Linked DNA regions of Sus scrofa: region 1 is linked to region 2. A link is a contact called in public HiChIP or PLAC-seq data. All regions are on one chromosome and are shown on one strand. Each heading gives the region's core, a stretch centred on a gene start, on an enhancer-like site or on the middle of the called end of the contact. The rest is flanking DNA. Distances are from core to core; before and after follow the strand shown. Region 1 overlaps RNF157 (RING finger protein 157). Region 2 holds the start of UBALD2 (UBA-like domain-containing protein 2).

Evidence for each region. HiChIP or PLAC-seq counts read pairs in DNA pulled down with a chosen protein or histone mark.
Region 1: an H3K27ac HiChIP or PLAC-seq map of skeletal muscle shows a contact between it and region 2, with 4 times the contacts expected there. The contact joins the enhancer-like site here to the promoter of UBALD2 in region 2. A contact is called at or near these places in 1 of 5 promoter capture datasets (liver), 26 of 47 Hi-C or Micro-C datasets (alveolar macrophages, blood, embryonic fibroblasts and 11 more) and 2 of 2 datasets of contacts at active chromatin or transcription factors (alveolar macrophages and skeletal muscle).

Annotation. Positions count from the first base shown.
Region 1 is chr12:5,263,620-5,268,924 of Sscrofa11.1, forward strand. All of the region lies in intron 2 of RNF157 (RING finger protein 157), which reads left to right. Among named protein-coding and RNA genes, the nearest start is that of RNF157, 40 kb to the left of the region's middle. Within about 2 kb of position 3,957, at least 21 of the 83 cell types and tissues checked have an H3K27ac peak or open chromatin away from gene starts, as enhancers often do. A contact at or near this core is called in alveolar macrophages, retroperitoneal adipose tissue, skeletal muscle and 2 more, where this site is marked.
Region 2 is chr12:5,205,057-5,210,408 of Sscrofa11.1, forward strand. UBALD2 (UBA-like domain-containing protein 2) reads right to left here and starts at 3,617. Exons shown (of 3, transcript XM_003357957.4): 1 at 3,215-3,617; 2 at 2,823-2,885. The coding sequence starts at 3,334.

The sequences.
Region 1 (5,305 bases), core at 2,707-5,206, 59 kb after region 2:
CACAATGGGAACTCCCAGTTTTTATTTTTTATTTTTTTAATTACTCAAATGAATTTACCACATCTGTAGTTGTATAATGATCATCACACTCTGACTTCACAGGATTCCCATCCCACAGCCCAGGCACAACCCCCCACCCCCCAAACTGTCTCCTCCGGAGACCATAAGTTTTTCAGTGTCTGTGAGTCAGCATCTGTTCTGCAAAGAAGCTCCGTCTGTCCTTTTTTCGGATTCCACATGTCAGTGAAAGCATTGGATGTTGGCGTCTCATTGTCTGGCTGACTTCACTTAGCATGATGGTTTCTACGTCCATCCATGTTGCAAAAAATGCTGGTATTTCATTCTTTTTGATGGCTGAGTAATATTCCACTGTGTATATGTACCACCTCTTCTGGATCCACTCCTCTGTCAATGGACATTTAGGTTGTTTCTATGTCTTGGCTCTTGCAGATAGTGCTGCTGTGAACATCGGAGTCCATGTGTCTTTGCAAGTCGTGGTTTTCTCTGGTACTGGTTTTTAAAACTACAGATTTTATTGGGACTACACAAGTTTTTCCACTGGCATCTCGTTTGCGTGCCGGGTTACCTTCGGTTGTCACGTCTCCTTCATCTCCCAATGCTTGACAGTTCCTGGGTTTTTCCTTGTTTTTCATGACCTTGACAATCCTGAGATGTGCCGGTGAGGTATTTCATCGAACTCCCGTCCGTTTGGGTGTTCTGATGTTTTCTTGTGATGAGGCGGGGTTACGAAGGTGTGGGAGGAATACCAGAGGTCAGTGCCTTTCTCATTGTATCATTTCAGAGGCACAGATGGGCACATGGCCCACCGCCAGCGAGGGCAGCCTTGATCTCTCTGTCAAGGTGGTGTCTGCCAGCTCTATCCACTATAAATCTTTCCTTTTGCACAATTCATCTGTTTAGAAGCCTGTCACTGAATCCTCTTGCTGAACTTTTGACTTGCCACTTAATCCTGAGGCTGTGCTTTCTTGGCAGATGATTAACTCGTACTTAAAGAATCTTTATAATAATTGACCAGGCTGATTATAGAAGGCCGGGCGATTACTACAGAAGCCGCTCTCCCTGTTAGGAGACGGGACCGTGCAGTGCTTCTTGGGGACTCATGACCTGTTACACCATCTTTGCTTTTGCACTATGTTTAAACTTGGAACTTGGCTATTTTTAGTCTCAGAAAGCTTATGGTTAATGCTAGGACACCTATTTATTCTAGATGAACTGGAATCACCTTTGGCAAAGCCCAGAAAGATGATCGGAGGCCCAGGGTCTTAACAGCATGCAGGAGATCAGTGAAAAGAAGAAGAGCCACAGCGAAGTGGTTGCCAACAGTGGGAAAGTCGGAAGTGTTGAAGGATGTGGTGGTTCAAAGAGTGGAGACTTACACGGAGGGAGTGACAGGTGACAGGCGGGGGATACAGAGACCTCAGGTGGGCGGTGCAGGAAAGGATGGGGTGGGACACAGGGTGAGGGAGAAGCCAGTGACGCGAATCAGCCTTGGAGTTGGACCCAGGACATGGTGGGTTGTAAATATTTATATTTTTTCTGTGAGATAGTCACCATCTAGAACCTAAGAGTTATACTTCTAATTCAAGATTTCATTATTAACAGACTTTAAAGGAGTTCAGACATTAATCTTTTTAATGTATAGTTAATATATGAGCCACAGAAAGGAGTTCCAGGGGTTTGCATAACCTGGGCTCCTCACCGCTCAACGGGGGGCCGAAGAATAATCGTAGCTCTCAAAACTCTTGGAAGCTCAGCAGGGCAAAATGAAGCAGATGTTGCCGTGTAAAACTAGCTGTAAAATAGCGATCTTCACGTTTAACCAATTAGAAATTAAAACGATCAGACGTACGTCACAGGTCTTTATTGTATGCTATTTTCTAATTCCCTGAGGTTTCCGTATTTCATGATTAGATAAAGAAAATAAAATCTCGTTAAGAGTTTTGGCCTTTTTTGTTTTGTTTTGTTTTTTAGGGCTGTACTGCTGGCATATGGAGGTTCCCAGGCTAGGGGCTGCCTGCACTGGAGCTGTCGCTGCCGGCCTCCACCACAGCCACAGCCACGCTGGATCTGAAACGCGTCTGTGACCTACGCCACAGCTCAGGGCAACGCCAGATCCTTAACCCACTGAGCGAGGCCAGGGATCGAACCCTCGTCCTCATGGATGGATGCTTGTTGGGCCACCGTGGGAATCCCAGTTTTGGTCATTTTGGCCAAGCCCACAACATGTGGATGCTGTCTGGCCGGAGGTCGAACCTGCACCACAGCGGCAACAAGGCCAGAGCCGTACCTTGCTGCGCCACAAAGGAACTCCCTCGCTGGGGTTTTTGACTCATTCAAGGCCTCCCTCCTCGGCCTCCGGCTGTATCTGCAAATTTGTAGCCGAGCCAAAGGATCAGACTACCTGGGCTTAGAAACCAAAGGATCAGACTACCTGGGCTTAGAAACCGGTGTTCGATTGGCTTATAATCTTAACTCTTTCTTCATTTCACACTGTTACTCTTTGTCTGAAGCCAGAGCTGAGCTTTCTAACCTAGCAGACAGACTTCAGGGCTCATTTTCCTTCCAGGAATATGAGAGATGGAGACCCAAACTCTTGGAATTGAGCTTAGATCTTACCTAGATAGTTTTAGAGTCAGTATATTTCAGGCAGGGCATAGATGGACAGCGTGGAGTTTTCCAATGTGAAGCTTCCAGTTTTTCATTTTTGAAAGAGAGACCAGGGAAGACTTTGGTCCACTTGCCCTTTGTAAACATTTTTTTCATTAAGGTATGTCGATTTCCAAGGCTCTGTCACTTTCTGCTGTATGGCACACTTGCCCTTCCTAATAACTGGCCTATTGAAAAGATCTCTGTCAACAAAAATGACTGGGCCACTGACCCCTGGTGGCGTTAGAACATTCACGTGCTTCTTTGGAAAACAGCAACAACTCATGTCGCGTATTTTCAAATACCTGCCTTGGCTGATACTGGTCCTTACCCACTCCGACCATATTCTTTACTTCCAGTACTGGGCATCTCAAAATTCCTTCCTTGCAAGTGGATTCTTGGAGTTCCCGTCGTGGCGCATCGGAAACAAATCTGACTAGAAACCATGAGGTTGTGGGTTTGGTCCCTGGTCTCGCTCAGCAGGTGCAGGATCTGGCGTTGCCATGAGCTGTGATCTGATGTGGCTGTGGCTGTGGTGGAGGCCGGCAGCTGTAGCTCTGATTGGATCCCTAGCCTGGGAACATCTGTATGCTGCAGGTGCAGCCCCGAATTTAAAAAAAAAGTGGGGAGTTCCCGTCGTGGCGCAGTGGTTAACGAATCCAACTAGGAACCATGAGATTGCGGGTTCAGTCCCTGCCCTTGCTCAGTGGGTTAAGGATCCGGCGTTGCCGTGAGCTGTGGTGTAGGTTGCAGACGCGGCTCGGATCCCGCGTTGCTGTGGCTCTGGCGTAGGCCAGTGGCTACAGCTCCGATTGGACCCCTAGCCTGGGAACCTCCATATGCCGTGGGAGCGGCCCAAAGAAATAGCAAAAAGACAAAAAAAAAAAAAAAGTGAATTCTTATTTGTGAGCTGAGTTATGAGTCTCCTGACCAGATGAATTCTGGAAGTCAGGCATTGAGAAGGGGGTGCTTGTCTGAAAGGAGCTGTTTCTGACCATTAGTCACGATTTACCAGCGTGCCCAATGGAAAAGATGACTGTGTCAGCTTTACGAAAAGCACTTTTTTCCCTTTTAACTCTCCTTAAAATTAGCTGATGGTAGGCAGAATCCTTTGTATGTAAAAGCAGCTCAGCTCGAGGAAGGCACTCGGACTGTAGAAGCAGCGTTTCTCCTGCCGGGAGAGGTTTTCAGGTGGGGAGGGGGGACCGGAAGTCGGTGGGTGTCACTCGTCCTCAAAGGAGCCCTGTCGCCCTGTCGGTGCATCTGACGTCAGAGGGTACAGAACTTGTCCTCTGAACAGCACAAGCCAACACGCAGACCACAAGAAGAGGGAGAAAATGGGTCTGGGAGGGTGGTTAACAGCCATCTGGATCATTTTTGTGATGGCGACTTTTCTCTCCGGTGGCTCTCTGATTGTTTTGTTATCCCCCGTTAGGGTGAACAGAGAGCGCTGGGTAGTGGGGGCTACTCATTGCAGGGTTCAGATATTTGGGAATGGTCATCCTTAGATACTGTGTCACATCACAGCCAGGACGTTAGTCCCACATGAGCCCTCCCAGGGACCTGGCCGAGGTGTTAACAGGCTATAAACAGGCTGCCTTCCTGGATGGATCCTTTAACCAAACCTGAACACAAAGCATCTTTGAACTGAGGTTATCTTGTGCCACCTCTTGGTGTCTCCTTCACGTCTCTGGTTTGAGTGAAAACAAGTGTCTTTTCACGTTCCTCAGCTTTGTGGTCACCAGTCTTGCTACACTGGGGGTGGACTCCCCACGAGCATTGGATGGCAAATGAGTGAACAGGGGGTTTTACTGCTGTAAATGTAGCTCATTGACTTTTTGGTGCATAGCCGGCAGAAGACAGCCTGTCCCGGGGCCACAGCTGGTTAAATAGGCAAATTTGTATTCATTTCATGGCATTCACGCAGAGAGTAGACCGTTCTTCCTGACACGGGTCTAAGAAAATAGTCTGAAGTATCACGGGTCTAAAAATATCCACTGGTAAGTCCTGGACACACTACATCGCTGAGAAGAGAGGAAGCAGAGAAAGCTGAGGAAATAACCAGGCATCAGATAAAAAGGAACTGAAATTTAAATATAAAAGCCCTAAAATCTGTAGAAGCAGGAACTTATGTAAATGAGCGCTATAAATGGGCGCTTCTTATGACCCCAGATGTTGATTTCCATATGAACTGTTAGCTGTTTCTCCGACACAGATATTACAGGCCTGCTAATATAGAAAATGAGTACTTTTCTGTTTGAATCGTGAATGGTCTAAAATCATTTCTTTTCAGAAGCAGATTTGGGGCATTTGGGGCTTTTTCTTCCTCAGTGAAAACGGCAGGAGGGCATGGTCATTTGTTTTCCTTTTACCGGCCCCTCCCCCGTTGTCCCTCCCGGTCCCTTTCAGGGCGCGCTTATTGAATCACCGTCCGTAGTAGTAGTAGTGAAAACTGGAAACAGACCAAGCGTTCGTCAGTAAAAGGTGGGGGACTACGTGATCGCTGGGGGTAAACTCCCCTAAAAAAGGAACCAGCGCTCCTTAGAGACATGATCGATTCCAGGGAGCAGACAGGAAACCACAGGATGAGCCTGGACCATCTTGTGGTGCCAGAAAGTGAGGAAGTGCTCAGAAAATG
Region 2 (5,352 bases), core at 2,367-4,866:
ACGGGCACGAGCTGAACGCTGAATTCCAGGCTCCCAGGCTGCAGGCCCAAGCTCATCTCCACCCAGCACCTGCCCCCCTGTGCATGGAGCCAGTGTACCCGCCTGCCTGGGCCCCTGAGGACAAAACAGTGATGCCGGTTTCCTGTGTCCCCGGCATCTACCCCCGGACTGCCTTGGCCAGATGCTGCCAGCGTCTGCTCTGCCCCTCCCAGCACCTCTTGTTGGGGGCAGCTGCAAACACCCCACATCTGCTCTTCTCCGCCACCACCCCGAGCATGGACCCCAGCCAGGAGCGGCGGGGGCTGGGCTGCCGGGCTACAACTGGCACCCTCCCTGCAAACACCCAGGGGACCCGAAGGCCCCCCACCCGCAGCATGGGGATGTCATCTCCCCAGCGCACGTGGAGGAGGCAGCACAAAGCCAGATCTGACCTCGCAGCAGCGGCTCCCCTTCCCAGGAAGCCATGGGAGACCTTCTTTGAATTTCTCCTAATTTTAGCAACACGGGCCCCTCCCCCAGGCACAGGGCTGGGGAGCAAGATTCTAGGGCTCTTCACCTGGCAGGGAGGCAGCTTTCATAGCCCTGCAGTTAAACCCCAGCCCTAAATGGGGACAGGCCCACGGGAGGGGGAGAAACCCCCTCGGGTTAACCAGGCCGGCCCCACGTCAGCAGCGGGGGCCTCCAACCATTGTCCTTGGGGCGGGGGGGGGGGGGGGGGGGGCAGCCACAGGACCTGGAGCAGTCCCCGCCCCACCCAGACCATTTCCCTCCTCCCTCCACCATTCCCCGCCTCCCCCCCCACCCCAGGGCTGACTTCTCGGCAGCAGGAAACAATGAATGGGGGGGCGGGGGGAGCAGTTGCATCACAGCATCGTGACCGACTTCCCCAGTTCACCAAGCCAGCCACCCGGCTCCGAGAGCAGCCCGGATCAAGAGCAGGCCCGTGCCCGCCTGCCTGTGTGAGCCCGGGCCAGTTCCTCAACCTCTCTGGAGGTCTTTCAACTTGCGTACAACCAGGGCCTGTAAAAGCCCCTCCAGCACTGCTTCTAACAGTTAAGGATGGCGCCTTCCAGCTCTCAAGCACAGCCAGCGTCCCTGCTCATGCGAACTTCCTGGCCCTTCCCAATCTAACCCGGGAGCCCCCCCTTATCTAAGACGCCTCCGGCTGTGTGTCTCTCCAGAACTTGATGGGACAACCACAGCCTGGGCCACCTCTGGTATGGCTTTCTGCCATCTCTGGTCTCTGCTGTCTTAACATTGTCCTTTGACTTATTTCTCTTAAAAGAAAAACCAATCAGATGGGTACACTGATCATAATATCTGCTACAAAGCCAGCCACAGCCCTTGAGGGAAGCTTCAAGGGGATTACAACCCCTCGGGATTTGCAGGGACGGAGCAACCCAACCTAAAAAGGACCGCCAGCCCCAGCGCTCACGGGCACACCTCCCTGGTGCAAGGCAGCACACCGTGGCTGTGCTGGAAGCCTGGGCCTTTTGAAATGACCGCAGTTGGTGGAGCAAAGCTCAAGGCCCTCCTGAGAGGAGATGGAGGCAAGATGTTTCCAGACTCGGCTGGAGTGTTCTCATGGTCAGGTGCGGGGGAGGGTCCCCCTTGGGTTCACCAAGAGCCTGGCCTCACCTGCCGAAGCCCCGCAGCCGGCATTTTCACCCATCATATTCCGATGCATTTTTGGTTGTTAATTTATACCCAGCGTGGGCCATTCCAGGAGAAACGTGGGATCAGAGGGTCAAGACAGACCCGTCTCGAAGGGTCCTTTGCAACTAGGTGTCAAGGACGAGACACCGCAGAGAACTATTTGCAGCTTCTCCAGACAAGGCGGCAGCTCTGAGAAGGGGGCCATGGGCAAGGACGCCCAGTGTCAAAAATGACAAAAATGCTCTCCAGAAGCCACCACAGACCGTCTGGGCAATCGTGTTCTACAAAGCTGTCTCGGGGCCCAGTCCTGCCCCCTCAGCAGGGCTAACAGGCAACCAGAGGGGTAGAGAAGGCATTCAAGCCTCTAAAGTGAAAGGAAAGTTCTGTGCCGGTGGAGAGCAGGATACCTTATGGCCAGGAGGGCAAAGGCCCAGGCCTGGGGCCAGCTCGGGAAAGAGAAGAAACCAAGCAAATCCAGCCCTGAACCACTTCTGTTTCCTGGGCTGTACGCATCTTCACCTACTGAGATTAAATGCATTCTTGGCTTATCTTGCCAAAAATCTGAAAGCCTTCCACTCTCCCAGTACGTCTTTTTTCCAGACCTGAGCAGGAAAGAGTGGATGTAATTGTCTGGGTAGAGCCCAGCTCTCCGGGGCCGGGTGGTGGTGGGGGTGTACCCCCTTCCCGTTCCCTGTAGAGCTGGGTTGTTTGGCGGGGGGCTGCCACTCCATCAGCAAGAGGGGACCCCCGTAAACAGACACCGCAGGGGTCCCAGGCCCTTCCCTCGGGCTTCCAGCTCCCCAGACGGCTGGTTTCCGTCCCTCGAGCCCCCTCCCCACTCCCTGCCGCCCAGCTCCTCCTCCGGCCACCCTCGCTGCCCTCCAAGCCCCTGGCCCAGCGAGAGTTGCCGGGCATAGGCTTCGGGCCGAGCTGCAGCAGCCCGGGGGCCGGACCACCAAGTTGGGCGAGCCGGCGGCCGCGGGAGCCGCTCTTTCCTGGAAGACATTTTGGCTCTTTGTTTACATCGCGGCGCCGCGCTCCCCGGCAACATGGCTGTCACCGCCGGCTGCTGACAGCGGCCCCGGCCCGGCCGCGCGGGGCTGCGGCCGCGGCGAGGCCCGCCCTCCGGCCCGCCGGCCCTCCCGCCGCGGCCCGGCCGCTCTTACCATCTGGTGGTGGTGGTGGCTGTTGGGAATGTTGGTTTCTTGGAAAAACGTGCTCAGGGCGGTCTGCAGACAAACACAGCGCCAGGGCGGCGGTTAACGGGGCCGGGGCAGGAGGCCCACCCGCCGGCCCTGCCCGGGCGGCCGGGGCGCCCCCGCCGCCGGGCCCGACCCCTCGGGGCGGGGGGGGGGGCGTCCCCGGGCCGCGCGCGGGGTCCCGGGCGGCAGGGCCCCGCGCCCCACGCGAGACCGCGCGGCCCCGCGCGCCTGCCCTCGCGATATAAATAGTTTCCCTCTCCACCCCCCCAGACGACTGCGCGGCGCGCGGCTGGGCGCCCCGGCCCGCGCCCTTGCCCAGCGCCGGGGCCGGGGAGCGGGGCTCGGCCCGCACGCACCTCGAACTGCCAGTGCGCCGCCTGCAGCAGCTGCTTCGCCTGGTCGGCCGCGCAGCCCGCGGCCAGCACGAACTGGTTGATCATGACCTGGTGCCGCAGCTCATCCATGTTCACCGACATGGCTCCGGCCGGCGCGCTCTCCCGGGCTTGGCGGCCGCGGGAGGCCGGCTGCCCTCGGCTCGCGCTCGCCGCCTCCGGCGGCCCCCGGACCCTCGGCCGCCCCGCCGCCCGCCGGGCGAGTGTTGTGGTCCGGCTCGCGCCGCCGGCCGACACCACAAACAACAGCGCGGGGCGGGGCCGGGTGTCCCAACGTTCGGGGGCCGCGAGCCGCCGCCGCTGATTGGCCGGCGCCGCTCGGCCGGAGCCCGGCTCCGGTACAGACGTTCGATTCGAATCCTGCGGCCTGTGGACCCGCACTGTTTCTCTTTTTGCCCAGCCGCGCCCATTGGCGGATGTCGGCGCCGTGGGGCTCTCCCGTATTGGCCGGCCGCTGTGTTTTGGCCTGTCCGGGCTCGCGATTGGCCACGGCCGTGCGTTTGGGGCGGAGCCGCACTCGCTGATTGGTCTCCCGTGGGTCCTTTTGAACTCAACTTGAAAACCTTGAGTGCCTGCTGATTGGCTGAGCCCCCTCTGTTTGCTGTTGTAGGCTTGGGGGTGGTGCGGCCAAGTTCATTCATTACTTCATTGAAACTGAACATGCTCAGCTGGAAAAGCAAGACAGAGTGGCTTTGACTCATTTCCTCTGAAAGATGTGGTCATCTCGAGAAACAGAGCGATCAAAATAGAAAACAGACAGAGCCTTTGCAGCTGCTCGAGTCTCAAAATTGTTTATTTTTTTTAAACTTTCAAGCAGCTCTACTTTTAAAAAGCTTTTTATTGCCATGTATCCCTTTCAAGCCTCTTTCCAGCCACTACCCACCTCACGGGCCAAACAGTTTTCCTACGTTTTTAGACCAAAACTTTGCTCTGTGAAGTTGGAAGACGGTGTTAAGGGACACTAAATATAATGGCAAAGAGGAAATGAGACTTTCGCAGACACTAATATCCCAAGCTGAAAAAATTATTTTCCCTTAAATTGTTTGACCTAACTGAAACTTTAATTTCTACCATCTTTTAAAAATAGAATAGGAATTCCCTCTGTGGCCCAGCGGAAGCGAATCTGACTAGTATCCATGAGGATACAAGTTCAAGCCCTGGCCTCGCTTAGTGGTTAAGCATCCAGTGTTGCTGTGGCTGTGGTGTAGGCTGGCAGCTGCAGCTCCAATTCAACCCCTAGCCTGGGAACTTCCATATGCTGAGGGTGTGGCCTGGAAAAACACCCCCCCCAAAAAAAAAAAAAAAAAAAAGAGTACGTCTATTCAGGTACTGGATCTCAACTCTAGACATTTAAAAACAGTTTGTTTATATGCAGGGAGCTTCTATCTTTTGGATTAAGATTTAACCTTCAAGGTTTGTACTTGGGAATTGTGGGGGTGGAGAAAGAACAAGGCGTTTAAGCAGATTGAAGAAGGGCCAGAGTGCTTAGTAAGGCAAACACTGCTGGAATTCACTGTTAGAATGTCTGTTTCTGAAAAACTTAGTCAGTTTTGGACCTGAAACACCAATCAGTGTGGATTATAATTTGTTAAGAGCCTGCAGAACAGGAGGCTAAGAAAAAAGCAAGCCATGGCTCTATTTTGACTTTGCCTGCAATGGATTAACTCTCCGTCTAAGAAAATTTACACATATAGAAAGAATAGAATATAAATAAGGAAAAAGTTACAGCCAATGTTTATGTACTGATGAAAAACAGCCTCGGGCACCAGAATGAGCCTTTTAGTTTGTCCCATTTAGTTAGCCTTTTTGTTTGTTTGTTTGTTTTGAAGGGACAGGAGTCAGCTCTTTGCCTGCCCAGACTTGTTTCTTGCCGCGATTGCACTTAGCCCTCCTGAGTGCGCATGAGCTGAGACCTGGAGTGTGGCTGGAGAGTCCAGCCCAGCTTGCCGCCCTTCCCTTCCAGTAATTGCAAGGTGAAAACAAAAGTGAGCAGCCAGCAGCTGCCATTGCCAAGGAGCCTGGGCCACAAGCAGCCCCAGAACAAGGAAGTACTGTCACTGTGGGCTCCAGGTCTCACAGGTACATTCAGGTGTCAAGCATGC